2 separate regions of the Ovis aries genome follow, and region 2 is linked to region 1. The links are chromatin contacts, called in public Hi-C maps. All regions are on one chromosome and are shown on one strand. The core of a region is the stretch at or near the end of the contact, and the rest is flanking DNA. Distances in the headings are between cores, read along the strand shown.

Region 1 (5,183 bases), core at 1,815-4,314:
AAGGAAAGTTATGATCAACCTAGATTGCATATTAAAAAGCAGAGAGATTACTTTGCCGACTAAGGTCTGTCTAGGTTTTTCCAGTAGTCATGTATGGATGTGAGAGTTGGACTATAAAGAAAGCTGAGCACTGAAGAATTGATGCTTTTGAACTGCGGTGTTGGAGAAGACTCTTGAGAGTCCCTTGGACTGCAAGGAGATCCAACCACTCCATCCTAAAGGAAATCAGTCCTGAATATTCATTTTAAAAGACTGATGCTGAAGCTCAAACTCCAATACTTTTGCCACCTGATGCAAAGAACTGACTCATTTGAAAAGACTCTGATGCTAGGAAAAGACTGAAGGTGGGAGGAGAAGGGGATGACAGAGGATGAGATGGTTGGATGGCATCACCGACTCAATGGACATGAGTTTGCGTAAACTCCAGGTGTTGGTAACGGACAGGGAGGCCTGGTGTGCTGCAGTCCATGGGGTCGCAAAGAATTGGACACGACTGAGCAACTGAACTGATGTAGCATCTCTCTAGTGTACTTAACATCTACCCAAAGTAGCAGAGAAACGAGGGCACACTTGGAAGATAGGATTCATGTCATCCCTGGAAGTCCCTCTCAACCACCAGTGTGCACCCACTAATCAACTGGCAGTCCCTCTCAACCATCAATCTGCAGAATAGACAAAGCAGGAAATTTTGTTCTCTGTAAGGAAAGGAGGGTAAAGAATATGTTGGAAAGGATTTCTTTTTGTCTTTTAATCACCCCATTCTGAATTGAAAACAAATATTAAACTTAAACTGTTAAGTTTTTGCCACATATTAAATTAAGATATACTTTCAGAATTGGAGGGTTAGGAAAGGGATCTGTTTTGCTTCCATTAGCTCTTTCCTCCAAAACCTCCACCCCACTACCAGTTTCAAAAGCCAAGTAAGCAAGCAGGAAAAATCAGCTTCATTATGCTAGTAGTGTCTTCTGTGTTTTTTGTTTTAAAAAACACAAAAATAACATATTCTCTATTCTCTATAAAGCACTGGAAATTTTCTTTGGATATGACAAGTGTCTAATTTTTTTCACTTATGTTTGCAATAGAGGTTTTTGGTATTAATGATTTAAGTGCATTTTAATGTATTTATTAAGAATATTGTCTAAGAGAACTGCTTGCTTAAGCGATATTTGTATCTCAAATACAGAATTCAGTAGATAATAGTACTAATATAGCAACTTACCCGATATAAGTCATTGTTGGTCAGGGAAAAGGGCAGATTGGATACATACACTGTGCTTTTACTTGGGGCCAATCCACCACTCATTTCTAAAAAACAAACAAACAAACAAACCCAGAAGCAGTCTAAAACAGGTATTCTTCCTTCCAAGTAAAACCAATACTATAGGCAAATGACAAATTTATACAATTTTTCTTACTTCTTAGTACTAATGAGTGATAGCTTATGGTGAACCATGTCGGATTCTCCATGATCTCCAAAGAAGATTTAGCGTTGGGATCAGAGACAAGGGTTGATCACTTAGAGCTTTTGTGTCACAGAAGTTTTATTACAGTGAAAAAGTGCAGAGAAAGCTTCTGACATAGACATTAACTGAGGGAGGAAGAATGCCCCCCCTTGTTAGTTTTATCAAAGCCTCATATACTTTTACCAGATCCACTTCCACAACCTCTGTCTTAAGTTGACAAGATTAGTCAGAAGGTTCTTGTTAAGAAGGAGAAACATGTCCTTGAGCAAGATACACTGTTGTTACATGTAACCTTACATCATTAGTACAGAGCTTAAGGAAAAGCTTCGGAATGAATTGTTTTGTTGTGTAAGCATTAACTCTGGGCTTAAAAAAGTTAAAGACTGTTGTCATAAAAACTCAAGAATTTAAGGAAAAAAGTTTTATATGACTAAGACGAAGCAATGTAGAAAAAAGTTTGTCCTTTTCTCCTCTTCAAGAGCCCTGAGACTCCTTAACCTACCTAAGAATCGGCTCTCACTCAGAAACAATGACTCTGGCTGGGTGAATTAAGGAATTGCTTTGCTCCAGACACCACTTAAAAGATTGTTTACACGAAACCTTTCAGTGATGGCATATGGTGTGAATGAAGAGGCGAGTTTCAAACAAATGAGGGAAAAACTCTGAGGCTACTCTTAACCTCTCATCAGGCTAAGAGCAATAAAGTGCTTTCAGATATGCCTAATACCTTACCTACCCACGTAAGAAAGAGCCTGGGAGGGCAGGAAGGACCTTAGCCACTGATTTTCACTAATCTGGCTGGGTGCCTTTTTGATTGTCTTAATACTTTTCTTTTGAGCAGTGCTAAGAAGAAATTTTAGCTTCACATTATGATGTAATTAAAGTTTTCTCAAATCACTAATTTTGCATATTATCGCCAACTTATGAAATGATACATTTTATCATTTGAATAATTTTCAGTGCCCTGAAGGGTACTGGCCTGTATATGTATTTTTAAGTTTACAAGTACAATCTGTAATTCATTTTCATATCATATATTGCAAAGTCAGCAAGTCACCTGTGAAAATTATATCAGATTCAACCAAGTTCAAATTTTCGATTTAAAAAGCGTGTGTGGTGTGTACTTAAGATCACAAATTGCAAAATAATGATTCTAAGGCATCCTTATTCGCGATGTGATAGGAAAATCGCTTGATGATTTGGAACGTTCTGGGGGACAACTTCAGGAACCTAGCACGATAGGTCGCTATTTAAAAGCTTCCAACTGAAGCTTTTCATACGTTAGCCGTTCCGGTGAGAACGGTGAGGGCAGGTAAAGGTCCTGAGATAAAAAAGGTGGCAGGAAGAGAGGGGAAAATGGTTCCGGAAGCTTGTTCTGGAAAGGAGCCCGCAGGGAGCAAGGCCGCAACGCGGGAGGCGTTTACCTTCAAGTGGGGCGGGCCCGGGGGGGAGGGCCAGAAGAGCGCGAGCCCTCAGCTCACTTGGGGCTCAACCCCGACCGTACGTCGCTCCTTGCAGCTGCTTCTGCATCACGGGTCCCGGGAGGGGTCGGGCACAGGAGACGAGAAGGGAGCTACCGCGCCTCTTCCCGGCTTTCCTTTGTCCCAAACCCCGGAGGTGGGCTTAGGGGCGGGCGCTCTTGCTGACGTCTTGAGTGTGCGCCGGAAGTGCTTCCCCGGGAGCGCGGCGACGAGCGGGCGACTACATTTACGGGATCTCCAGGCGGCCCAGAGTTGGTGAGCGCTTTTTACCTTTACGAGAGGTGGGTGGGGGAGGGCACGCGGCCTCCTGCACCCGGGAGGGGGCAGCGAGCGGGCGGGCGGGCGTTTCCGCGGTGGGACGTGGAGTTTCCCGCTGAATTTGAACTGTGCAGGGATTCTGCTCCTGCTGTTGAGGGGGAGAGACGCAGCAAGTTTGGCATAAAGGAAATTGTTGAGTCTGTGGTATAGGTTCACTTCTCTTTAGCACCATAATAGGCAAAAAGAGGGCTGAGCTAGGTGGCATCGGTGACCCCAGGTCAGTTAGTAAGTCGATAAATTTACTGAATGTGTTCGACGTGCCCAGTTTGGTTATAGGCACTTCAGGAGTTACAAAAAAGTGTAAAGCGGCCTTTTTCTGGAGGATCCCTCAGTCTTGTTGGCGAGACAAGGTCAATTTGGGGACACTCGAATTCACACGAAGACTCATCCTGAGTATTGGTATGGACAACTGTAAAACTTCCTGGCACCTTTTTTCTCCCTATAAATCTGTAATGGGCAAACACTGCTTTTTCTCTAAGTGGCTGTAAACAGGCCCATCATTCCTACAGAAACATCAGAAAATAATGCAGGGTAGTTTATACTTCTACCCACCGGCACACGCAGACCAGCCCTCTAGCCATTCCTGGGAGCCTGCGTGCCAGCAGCCCGGAACTCAGAGCCTCTCGTGGAGCCTGCACGATCAATCCAGGTCGAAGCTGATGTCTTCTAGAGAGACGGAAGTGCAATCCAGCCAGGGCGCAGCAGAATTTTGAGACGCCTGAAGGCCTCTGTGTCCGCCAGGGGACCGCTGGGACTAATTCTTTTGGCAAACTTGTGGCCAGCCAAAACTGCCATGCTTCACATCCCTGTTAATCCTTGGTTACCGCCTGAGATGTAAGCCCTTTTGTTCTTCTATGCTACACCCTCATCCCCGTGCTGCTTTGTGCTGGCTCCCTCTCCCTTTAGGCTATCACTGCTTCTCCCTCCTTTCTTCCCACATTTCACCCCTCAAGACAGGAGCTGTGTTCTCTGAAACCTGCTCTGCTTAACAAACTCTTTTACAGATTCAACCTCTTTATGGAAATTATCTTAAATCTCTTGACTCTAATACTTGTTTTTTCTCTCCAGTCATGTCAGTTGAGCCCTTTCTCCGACCCCTGCATTTATGGGTGGATCATGGCTCTTGCTTCCCTGGCTTAGGCAGTAAAAAATCTGCCTGCAATGTGGGAGAACTGGGTTCGATCCCTGGGTCGGGAATATACACTGGAGAAGGAAATGGCAACTCACTCCAGTATTCTTGCCTGGAAAATCCCATGGACAGAGGGACCTGGAGGGCTACAGTCCATGGGGTCACAAAAAGTCGACTGAGCAACTAACACTTTCTTTCATGGCTCTAGACATATTCAACTTATTTCCATTTCTAATGCTTTTATCTTCTGTCAGTGTCTTTGCAAAGTTCTTTTTTTCTCTGAGACATTTGATTTTCCTTATCCCAAGCCTACCCCTTTCTGGTTTATTCCTACAGCTGCTAAAAAATCTCAGTTTTAGTCACTTTCTCTGCATGGTATTCCTAACCTCCCACAGACAGAGTTAAGTACTCTTGCCATGTGCTAAGTGCTCTCTACTTGCCTTTTAGTAGCATTTATCAGATGCATCCTGATTGCTTACCTCTTTGTCGTTGCTACTATGCTAGGCTTTAGCTCCTAGGAGGAACTGTCTTGTTTACATTTATAACTCTAGTGCCTAATAGGCAGTCAAGAATTTCTTGAATCATTGCAGTTGCTGCAGATAGAGTCTCAGAATTCAGGTGGTTGATGTCATCTTCTGATTTTAAAATGTAAAAATCTTTCAAAAGGCATCAGCTGCTTCTCAGCTACAGCTGCTTTGGCTATGTGACTGTGTGCTCCCAGTGTTGCCAGAGCGCCCAGTTCTTTTCAAGGAAAGTTGGAAATACAGTTTCTTAAAGAGGCTATCTCCTAGT
Region 2 (5,618 bases), core at 2,684-5,183, 190 kb before region 1:
CAGTCACTCACACTAAGGGTAGGACAGTCCAGAAAAGGTATCACTCAAGTGCATAGTAGTCTCTCGGTTCACCACTACCAGGATTCATCAGTGAAATGTGAGAAATTACTCATCCTGAGAATCTAGTTACAAAATGGTTTAATTCCTTCTGGAGAATTACTGACACCTGGTAATATTAAGTGCTGTAGATCGAATACCTGTAATACAGTCTGTCCATAGTTAGCAGCTTCAGAGAGTCTCTCACTTCCCTCCACAGAGGCCACTCCTCTCCCACACCAGTCATGTGATTCTGTCTGCAGTAGAGATGTGCAAGGGATATAGCCCACAGAATCAGAGTTCCCCATTCCAGTCAACAACAGCTGGCCCACGGACGGGCACGTGATGAAAAGCAAGTCCAAAGAGTCTTCTTCTAGAATTTTTACTTGAGATTTGAGATGAAACACTATAAGAAGTGGAAAGATGCACGAACAAAGCCTGTCTACAGCAGCAGAGAAAGATTCCTCAGCCCTTGAGGTTCCTATGGCTGACAGGCACTTTTCCTTTAATTATATTCCTTCTAACAACCTATGTAAGTCTATATGTAATACTATATATACACAGAGAGAGAGAGACTCTGATATATATATATATAGTCTATTATGTAGGAGAAAGCAATGGCACCCCAACTCCAGTACTCTTGCCTGGAAAATCCCATGAATGGAGGAGCCTGGTGGGCTGCAGTCCATGGGGTCCCTAAGAGTTGGACACAATTGAGCGACTTCACTTTCACTTTTCACTTTCATGCATTGGAGAAGGAAATGGCAACCCACTCCAGTGTTCTTGCCTGGAGAATCCCAGGGACGGGGGAGCCTAGTGGGCTGCCGTCTATGGGGTCGCACAGAGTTGGAAACGACTGAAGCAACTTAGCAGCAGCAGCAGTCTATTATATATAGTCTACAGTCCATATATAATACTATATTAAGTCAGTTTTAATGGGTTCTGATGACTGACAACTAAGAATTCTGATTGTGTGTGTGCTGTGTGCTTAGTCAGTCAAGTCCGACTCTTGAGACCCCATAGACTGTAGCCTGCCAGGCTCCTCTGTCCATGGGATTCTCCAGGCAAGAATACTGGAGTGGGTTGCCATGTCCTTCTCCAGGGTATCATCCTGACCCAGGAATCGAACTCAGGTCTCCTGCACTGCAGGCGGATTCTTTAATGACTTGAGCTAGTTAAGGTAAATATAAACTATATTTTACAGGTGAGAAAAGTAAAGCAGAAAGGTGGTCAAGGTTTCACAGCAATCAGGGCCAGAAAGACACCACAGGTTTGTCTGACATTAAGATCTACCCATTTTCTAAATACCAAAATAATGGATCCAAACAAAATGACTAATTAATAATAAATTTCACTTAAAAACCATTTCCATCATTTTCGACTTTTTACTTTGAGAATGTGAAAGGACATTTCCAAGTATTTTGTTATCATGGAATACTGTGCAATGAATATTTTCTATTAAGATTTGACCAATGGAACCTATTAGATACAACTGTAATCCCATGTTTTAAATGAGAGAAAGAAATAGTAGTTTTAATCTTTGAGCTAAAACTGCTTCAAAAAAAAGTAATAACATAATTGATAATCAAGTCCTACCAAGAAAAAAACAGATGTTGCTTGCCTTATAGCCCCATTTTTCACTGATTAAACACTATCTAGACTAGAGTCTTATCACAGCAGCTTTATAGAAAGAGTACTGGCAGAGCAAGCAAAAGATACATAGTTTCTAATCCTGGTCCAGTATTGATGCTCTCTGCATCCTGGCTAAACAATTTATACACTGGAAGCAGGTTAATACCTACTCCATATCCCATGATAGCCAAAAAAAATTGACTGAACTCTGTGAGAAGTCTAAAAAGATGTTATAAATGATAATATCAAAAATGAAAAGAGCCTGGTATCTTTTAGGAATTTTGCTGACCGTAATCAACTCATGCGATCCAAGCAATCCAGCTTTTCCATGTGGTTCCTCTTCTCACCCTTCTTATGTGTGCACACATGGTGAAATGTACTTCACAACATTTTAACAAAGAATGATACACCTTCAGTTTTAACTCAAATATATGCCTCATTTAAATTGAGGAGTTATGCTGCTCAGAGGACTTATAATACAAAGCTTTTAGTTGGTTCTGACACATCAAACTTCAGATGTCAGTAATGGGTCTATAAAATATCTTTTAAAACCGAAGCGCTTATTTTCTGAATTTCAAATAACACAATTCTGTTAAAATTAGCTAGCCAAGCAAATACAGTTTATAAAAATTCGTCACAGAATATTTAAGTATCTCAGACAAGGCACTAAAAATGCATGTTATTCTATCAAATTGAAATGCTAATATCATAGTTCAATTTCATTCAATGTTTTGACAAAAATGTTTCTTCTTTTCAATTCTCCCCAATACAAAAACAGTTTCCTTCCCTTAACTTTAAATGCTTCACAGGAACAAAACAGACTTCGACCAGCTTTTCATGAGTCGTCCGGATCTTCGGTCACTGCCTCTCCCAGGACAGATAATGGCAGTGACAAACCTGGCTCTGGAAAGTAGTTCTGCTTTTATGAACAGAGCCCTTGTAATCAAGTCACAGGGTGAAAACACGACAGTCCGGCTTTTCCGTGCTGCTCCTCTGCCTAAACGTTCCTTTTCATTTTAGGAATGGCCATCAACTTTTGAGAAGAACCTTCAACAGTCTATAGCTGGCCTGCGCTCCCTCCCCCTACCAATCCGATATTTTATCCGATCAAAGCAGCCTTTGCCTCTTACTAAAAGAGTACTCGGAGTAAGAGTTGCCCACAAATGGAGGAGCCTCTTTTTCAAGGAAGTGGGAACGCTCAGATTTTGTTAAGCATTCGTAATGCGTTGCATTCTTTTTTCCATTTAAACCTCGTACTGATTCCAACTCTGACAGTGATTTGCGTAAATCCACTTAAGTCACTGTGCTTTTTAAATTCCTTTTTTTAAAGAAAGACACCTCTATCCCAACTCACAAAAGACGTATGTTAAGTATCGCTTATTTTTCTTAACTTGCTCTAAGTTTCACAATAGATCGATTGTTTCCTAAAGAAAAACTCACAATCAGCAGAAAATGCTCTCTCCAGATTTAGCTGATCGGCTAATGATGAAAAATTTAAGCGTTAACAGGAAATTTAGACGCCTCATTTAGGAGGGAGGCGGAAAGCTGAACCAGGGCGCCAGGCGGCTGTTTAAATATCTCAACTGGAACGCCATGGAAACGAGGGAATTCCCACTAGTCAGCAAGCAAGAAGGTTTTTGTAGGACCCCCCTTATTTTCGACAAATCCTAAGAAAGAAAGAAAAGGAAGACACAACTGTCAAGAGTTGAAAATTAATTTCTAACTGCTCTGAATTTGTGCCTAAGGAACAGGTTAGAAGACAAACGCAAAACGCGTGGTGTGCTCTCGGGCTAGAGCAGCACGGAGCTCACCCCTGGGGTGAAGAGGAGGGAAACGAGCAAGAGGGTCAGAGTCGGCTGCAAAGGAGCGGGAGATGCGGGCCCGGCGGCGAGAGGCGCTAGGCGGACTCGCTGGCAGCCCGGGCCAGGCCGAGTCCCCAGCCCCGTGCCGCCGTACCCCCGGCCCCCCAAGACAGAACGGCCCGTACCTGTCTGACCGGCCGTGATGCGCCGCAGAGCCCGAGCTGCCCACCCCTCTCCCGGCTCCGCGTCCATCGCCCCCAAGCCAGGAAGCCGCTGCGGCCTGCGGCTTCCCGCCAACGCCGCCCGCTCCTTCCTCCAGGGACACGGCGAGCTGGCTGAAGGCGTAGAGAAGCGAGCAGAAGCCGCAGGCCAGGCACAGCACCACGACGCGCAGGTAGCGCCGCATCGCGCTGGCCCAGCGCTGCTGCCGCCGCCGCCGTCACCGCGCCCGCCCGGGCGAACTGGAACCGAGGGAGCGGCACCGCGCAGCCGCGAGCGCAACAAGTTCCTCCTCCGCCACGGCCTCGCACCCGCCCCACTCCGCTCCCTTCCCACCACCTTCACCAGCGCGCCGACACCCCGCCCCGGCGTCCTGACCCCGCCTCCGCCGCGGGCCCCTCCCTGAGGGCTGGCGGCCCGACGCGCCGGCGCACTGAGCGCGAGGGCGGGGCGCGCCTGGTGGGCCGGGGTGTCCGGAGCTCTGGGAGCTGGGGACTGCCGGGCGAGCGACTCCCAAGCCCTGCAACTCCCAACTGCGCTGCAGAAGTGTGGCGAAAGGAGCGGGGCGTTGGAGGCAACTGACCCAATTTCAAATTATGGTTCTGCCACACGGTAGTTTGGGACGCTGAGCGACCTAAATTCTCTGAGCGGGTGTCTTTGTCTCTGAAATGGAGATGATATCCTCATCATAGAATGGTGATAAAGATTAAATTGCTTAACGCACGAAAAACGCCTTGTATTTAGAAGGCACTTGATTAAGCCGCTTTTCCGCTCCAACCTCATCCAGCAGTGACTTCCCTAGCCTCTCGTATTCTGTAATAGAGTTGGTTCGAGCCGTTCTCACGCAGATATCAAATGCAGATGCCTGATGCTGTTGAGGATGCATATTCCGCCTCCCATCGAGGTTGTAAGTTCCTGTAACTCTAAGCTCCAAGCTTTTACTCCTTTATGAACCAGCTCACAACTCACCATTTGCAATAATATCTCCCTAAAGAGAGCTTTCCAGTTCTTCTCCCTCTTCTTCAGCCCTATTTTCACGCCATTCATTTACTGAACATTTATAGATCATCACTTTGTGCCAAGCACTGTGAGTATCTTGGGGCACAAAAACCCCTAGTTGGGGCATGGGGGTGGGACAGTGAATATTTGTAAGTGCAATACAACCATACAGACGTTAGAATAGGTGAAGGTGAAGTCGCTCAGTCGTATCCGACTCTTTGCGACCCCGTGGACTGTAGCCTACCAGGCTTCTCCGTACATGGAATTCTCCAGGCAAGAATACTGGAGTGGGTTACCATTTCCTTCTCCAACCTACGGGCAGGGTCAGGAGATACTTCATAATGTCAAAATGAAACAGAGACCAGACTTGAAAATTCCTTGACCAGACAAAACCGGTCATACAAGCAAAGCTTAATTTAGCATATTTTGCAGGATAAGAGTTTAACTTGATCTGGGTCACTTCTTGCCTATACATCTGAAAATAATAAGCATAACTTAAATATTTAAGTCCCCAAAATCGGTATGAGGTAACCACTAACCAATTCCCTTTTAAGTAAATTCTCGCAGGGGATAGGCAAATAGATGAAGGGAGTCAATTGTATGGTGATGGTTGATAACTAGACTTATGGTAGTGATGACTTTGCAGAATATGTGGATTAAATTGCTTCAGTCCTGAGGGACTCTACGACCCCATGAATTATAGCCCACCTGGCTCCTCTGTTCATGGGATTCTCCAGGCAATATTGGAGTGGATTGCCAAGTCCTCCTCCAGGGGATCTTCCCAACCCAGGGATTGAACCTAGGTCTCTTAGGTCTCCTGCATTGGCAGGCAGGTTCTTTACTACTAGTGCAACCTATAATGCTATACACCTGTAACTTGTATAATAAAAAGAATTTAGAAATAAGAAAAAATAGCAGTTGAATAAAATA

What was found. Hi-C and Micro-C count contacts between places; a contact is called where the count stands out from the background.
Region 2: a contact with region 1 is called in a Hi-C map of liver, with 5 times the contacts expected there. The contact joins the promoter of GXYLT1 here to the promoter of ZCRB1 in region 1. A contact is called at or near these places in 8 of 16 Hi-C or Micro-C datasets (blood, hypothalamus, liver and 5 more).

What each region holds. Positions count from the first base shown.
Region 1 is chr3:144,640,641-144,645,823 of ARS-UI_Ramb_v3.0, reverse strand. ZCRB1 (zinc finger CCHC-type and RNA binding motif containing 1) reads right to left here and starts at 3,064. Exons shown (of 7, transcript XM_012174469.3): 1 at 2,888-3,064; 2 at 1,220-1,305. The coding sequence starts at 1,233. It overlaps PPHLN1 (periphilin 1), which reads left to right and starts at 3,130. Exons shown (of 9, transcript XM_060412750.1): 1 at 3,130-3,199; 2 at 3,528-3,661.
Region 2 is chr3:144,830,142-144,835,759 of ARS-UI_Ramb_v3.0, reverse strand. It overlaps GXYLT1 (glucoside xylosyltransferase 1), which reads right to left and starts at 3,933. Exons shown (of 7, transcript XM_027967443.2): 1 at 3,656-3,933. The coding sequence starts at 3,876.